Regions from separate parts of the Gossypium hirsutum genome. Here region 1 is linked to region 2. The links are chromatin contacts, called in public Hi-C maps. All regions are on one chromosome and are shown on one strand. Each heading gives the region's core, a stretch centred on a gene start, on an enhancer-like site or on the middle of the called end of the contact. The rest is flanking DNA. Distances are from core to core; before and after follow the strand shown.

The links. Hi-C and Micro-C count contacts between places; a contact is called where the count stands out from the background.
Region 1: a Hi-C map of leaf shows a contact between it and region 2, with 2.4 times the contacts expected there. The contact joins the promoter of LOC107886670 here to the promoter of LOC121220277 in region 2. A contact is called at or near these places in 3 of 34 Hi-C or Micro-C datasets (hypocotyl and leaf).

Annotation. Positions count from the first base shown.
Region 1 is chrA03:101,040,713-101,043,568 of Gossypium_hirsutum_v2.1, forward strand. It overlaps LOC107886670, which reads left to right and starts at 1,570. Exons shown (of 14, transcript XM_041095454.1): 1 at 1,570-1,803; 2 at 2,069-2,465; 3 at 2,706-2,856. The coding sequence starts at 2,103.
Region 2 is chrA03:100,362,422-100,365,287 of Gossypium_hirsutum_v2.1, forward strand. LOC121220277 (WAT1-related protein At5g40210) reads left to right here and starts at 1,400. Exons shown (of 7, transcript XM_041099924.1): 1 at 1,400-1,845; 2 at 1,947-2,012; 3 at 2,101-2,214. The coding sequence starts at 1,673.

The DNA of each region.
Region 1 (2,856 bases), core at 320-2,819, 680 kb after region 2:
AATTATATATATATATATATCAATGATTTAAGGCATTAATTTTATCAAATAAGATATTGAAGTATAAAATATATAAAATGATTTAAACTTAATTATAACATCAATCATAAAATATATTTAATATATTTAACATTTTTTAATTTATATATACATTTCAAATCCGTGCATAAATTAATTGATATACCTAACTATTAGGATAAATTACACGAGCTAGATGTGTGTATTAATTAAATGTGGATTTTTTTTTCTTTTTTAGGTTTTACAAATTTATAGATGTGGAATGTCTCTATTTTAAATGTTGAAAGCTTTTGTTAAGAAGTTTAAGGATCAAATTTATAGAATTAGAATCAAATTGATAGAATATGTAAGTATTGAGGACTAAATGTACAATTATACCAGATAGAAAAATGTTTCCCGTTATCAATTTAACGACGGTGATCAAAACAGCAATGAATTCAAACACTAATGTCTAAATTGAAAATGATTAAAGTTGAGTGACTAAAACAAGAACGTGAACATAATTGAACAACTATTTGTATAGTTTATCTAAAAAAGAATTGTATAAGCGATTTAAGTAGCACTTGGCAAGAATTTTCCTTTTTGGATAAAAGAGCTGAGAATAGAGGAAGGGTTTGAAAAGTTGGAACTCAAATCCTCATTAAGAACTAATCTCTTGAAGATGAGGACGTAAATAAACTGCTTCGAATTTCTCGAGGATTCGATACCACATTTCATCATTAGATCAGTTAGAAGCTGTTGTTGAATCTTCGTTCTCGTGTGGCTTAAAAACTAAGCATTAGTGACCAAGTAAATATGCAGCCCCATGTAGCTAGGCCGATGAGTAAAATGGGCTGCAATGTCAAATCTCAATATAGATTGCTTAAATTTTATAACTTTCATCGTTCAAATCATAGAGATTACCATTTGGTTATGGGTGTCTTTGGATATAATTGCTAATTATAATTACAAGACATGGTTGGCATAGTACAATTATATCTTAATTCTTAATATTATCTTTGATAGTTTCTTTTTTACTAAATAATAATAATAGAAAGTCATCAAAAGTAATTATTCATATAATTCATTCAATTCCAAACCCTTACTTAAGAATGGGAGAGTGTAAATGTAGTTAAATTTACTAATTATAATGGTTAATTAAACATGCCACACATGTATAATAACAATTAATACACCTAAATTTAATTACTGAATGACTTTTCAAATGCATTCTATATTCTCTTTCAAGTAGAAGCAATTGCATTGTTAGTAAATTTTATTTTAGTCCACAAGTAGGAACTAAATTGTTATATGTATTTAATATGAATAATAATTTGTGATATGTATTTAAGAGACTAACGAATGTACTGATTAAAACATTAAAAAAATTATATAAATGAAACATATGGAGTTAAAAATTTTCATGCGGGCATGTGGCTTATGTGTTCTGTTTTGATTTTTACATGCCAACTGAAAGGTGTTTAAGGGGACCAAACCCATGAACAAATGGGCATCATAGGAGCCCAAACTACTTGAAGATTTAGGCTTAGGTGTTCCAAGAACAGTTAGGTAAGTTTGGATTGCTTAATTCAGGGAAAAAAAAGAGAGAGAATAGATAGAGACGGGCTTAACTAAACAGGTACCTAAAAACTCTTCAAGGACGATTGGATATCAGCAGAACTCCATTTATCACTTCTTCTTTAAACCACCCGGAACCCATCTTTTTCCGTCACTCTCCGGCGTGAATATCAGCAGAAGAAGGCTACTTCCAGTTCGTCTCTGTTTCCAGCTCCTACATTGGTAATGGTATGTTCTAACAATATATCTCATTCCTTGGCCCTTTCCCTTTTTTGTCTTTGGCTTTCTTTCTCAATTTCCTACCTAGGGTTTATTTCGCTCCTCTAGCTATTGCTATGAAAGTCTCCATTGCTGAAAAAGCAGATGAAAAAATTATTCTTTTTTTTGGGGGGGGGGGACGGCTTATCAATAGAAATGATTAAACGCGAAATGCTACAAACAATTCGGTATATCAGTCATTTAGTTAGAAACTTATATTTTTTTTTAACTCTAGAAATTTAGGCAGTGCGGAGCAATTTTACTCTCTGATGAACTGCCTGCCACACGTGCGTGCTTATGGCACAGCTTTATTTAGAAAGGCTGGTAATTTCATTGCAACAACTTCTTTGAACCAATGCCATGTTCCTTTCTGGAAAAGAAATTTTGAGCACGCGGGTGTTAAGACTGTGGATTTAGAGTTCTTGTTGACAAGATTTCGCCCTCAGTGTTACTTTTCCCGGAAAAGTAATAGTAGTAGTAGCACAAAAAAAGCATCCAGGACTAAAAAAGTTCATCCTGAACAACCACCGGTGATGGAAAACGAGAAAGATGCATTCTTTGTAGTGAGAAAGGGAGATGTTGTTGGTGTTTTCAAGAGCTTTGCTGATTGTCAGGCCCAAGTTGGATCCTCGGTAATTCTTCTTACTTCCTTTTTCTAATGTCACCTAAAGTTGATTTACTTTTAGGCTAATTATTGTGCTATACTGTGTTATTGCAAATTGGAATATTAATACTTATGTGCTTTTTAGATTTCAATGAAATGACATAATAATTGTAATGCAAATAACATAGCAGTCTTTCAAATTTAGATACTGTGTTTCTCCTTTTCGCTGTTCTGTTAACTTTGACATGTTATTGTTCTTTTGGAGTAGATATGTGATCCTCCGGTCAGTGTCTACAAAGGCTACTCTTTGACAAAGGAAACTGAAATATATCTGTCTTCCTGTGGGCTTAAGAATGCTTTCTACACTATTAGAGCTGCAGATGTGAAAGAAGATCTTTTTGGAGCGCTCATGCCCTGCC
Region 2 (2,866 bases), core at 150-2,649:
AAATGGCTTCTGTTTATGCAAGTACTGCTCGTGGGTGAGGAAGGTCAGTAGGATGGCCGCTTCATTGTCTGTAATTCATAGAGCGACAACATTAGATGTGGATGGCATCTTACATACGTAAGTTTTATACTATTAGTCGCCATAAATTATATGGATGGCAACAAAACTTTTTGTGTTGGGACATAAAACCGAAATATAACACTCCTTCTTGGTAAGTAGCATGGACGATCTCAACCAATAATTACAATGATTATTTTACGATTTTGATTCTTTTTTCCTTCATCATTGCCGTTGTTTATAAAAGTTCTAATACTGTTTTGCTATATATATATATATATTACCAAGACTGAAGGAAGTTACTAATTGGAACTTGGTTAATTATATCAGTCATCACTCTACGGTGTGATTGGAGGACTAGTTGTCACTGCTGTCTGATTCTAGTTTATATCAGGATACATGGATTACCATGATTCTAGTATATATCAAGATACGTGGATAACCTATATGACAATTTGTCCCCATACCAGCTTAATTATAACTTCAGCAATACAAATCTTATATGAAAGCACTGGCTTGCTCAAAAGTCAAAACCCATAAAAACTTCTCAACAAGTTGGCCAATTGCTCTAAAGCAATTGTGAAATGGATGTGAATTATGGTTCTAAATATATTTGTTTTTGGTTATATATATATATAACCAAAAACAAATATATTTAGAACCATAATTCACATCCATTTCACAATATATATCATATGCAATTCTTATATGAAAGAATTGGCTTGCTCAAAACTAACAAATGCTATTATAGTTATTATGTTTATCGTCACCTTATTGATTTTTTCCCCTTGTACATGCAATTCGTAATCATGAGTTTAATCTTTTGATGATTGTGGATCATTCACATTATGATAAATATTCCTAATGAATAAAATTGGAACCATAAGAGACCATTTTTTTTTGTGTAAAAATAAATCATTGTTGTTACAAGTCTCAATAAAAGAAGAGTTAAGGAGAAATAGTGGTATAAAAGATGCCTATTAATGACATTACAAGGTGATGTTTACTATCATGGGATAGTAAACATCACCTTGTAATGTCATTACTATCATAGAGTATGTGAAAGACATGCAGAGTGAGATTCATCCGATTATGTCTTTTGAAAGAGTATAAAGTTGTTATGTTCAAGTCGACTTTATTGATCCATAAAAAGAGTATTTATATTTAGATAAATGTTTACATTAAAAAGTGGATAACCTAACTATAATGAACAGATAATTAATTTCGGGCGATTGAACGATGAATGACACTCCAACAACCAAGAGGTGAAAGACTGTCACCTCCGTCACGTGTTAACAAAAGTTGTCATTTTTATTCAAACCTTAACACATCAATTTTTTATGCGCTGGTCAAGAGCTGAGATTAATCTATTTAAGTGTATGGTGTGTCTGAATAGTGGCCACTGGCCACCAATTTAGGCTCCACTATACGGTACAAAAATGTCATGGACGTGGCATCTTTGAAAAATCCAATTCTTCCCCCTTCCCTCCTTTTTCTTACTTAACATCTCTTTTTCTATATGTCAGGAAAGTGATCCCTTTTATCTTCCGCTTCAAACACCGAATATCACAATCCCCAAAGCAAAAGTCACCCTTAGATTAGAGAGGATAACATAATGTGGGAAAAAAGTGTTACTGCAATAATGGTTGCAACAGAGTTCTTAGAGGTGGGCTTAAACACTGTAAATAAAGCTGCCATGAACAAAGGACTCAGTGATTTCGTGCTAGTATTTTACTCGAACGTTCTTGGCATCTTTATGCTTGCCCCATGTATTATCATCTTCTACAGGTAATAAATTAATTCCATATATATATTATATACAGTTTTTAGCTTCTTGGGTAGCAATGGGAATTGAAATTTGAACCAAGTTATTTATGAATTGATGACAGAAAAAGAAGCCCACCAGTGCTTACTTGGTCTACCATCTGCAAAATTTTCCTTCTAGGCGTTCTCAGGTACGTTTTCCGTTGACTTTGAAATAGAGATAAAAGAAAGGCGGACATGGGGGGATGATGAGAAATTGCTAATCAACATGGGTTTCAGTTATGGAGGACAGATATGCACATATATTGGAATAGGATATGGATCTCCAACTCTGGCATCCGCCATGGCTGATCTTACTCCAGCCTTCACTTTCATCTTCTCCATCATCTCTGGGTGCGCTCTTATTTCTGTTTATTTTCACTGCCTATTTAATTTGTTATGGTCAATGGCTGATGATTCATTCAGATTCATTGATATATCACCATCATTTACCTAGATAATCCTTTATCTGTGGTTTCCTTTTTCTTACTTTTACTTTTCAGTGGCCTATAAAAATGGTACTAGTGGTTCAAGGTTCCCTTCACTCGTGAGATAAGATAATAATGTAGACGAGATGATGGCATTGGGCGATTAAATTTTATTCGCCAAGCCTGTAGAAAGATTTTTTTTTACGAGTTTTACCTTACCCGAATATATTTGATATAATAAATATTATATTGTTTATTATATATATATTAAATAATAATTATATATATTTATATTAAATCACTAATTTAATAACAATTAAATTTATTATTTAAAACCTAAAAAAAATTTACCCAATTAAATAACTCAACCCAAAATATAAAAATTTAAAATTATCTTTAATACAATAAAATATTTATTATATTTATTTGTATTTTTTAATATAATAAAATATTTGTTATATTTATGGTAATTTTTTTAATATAAATATTTTTAATGTGTTAAAAAAAATTATTTTAGGGTTTTTTTAGTGTGCAGTATATATATTTAAAAAAATAAATTAAAACTAATTTAAAAAAGT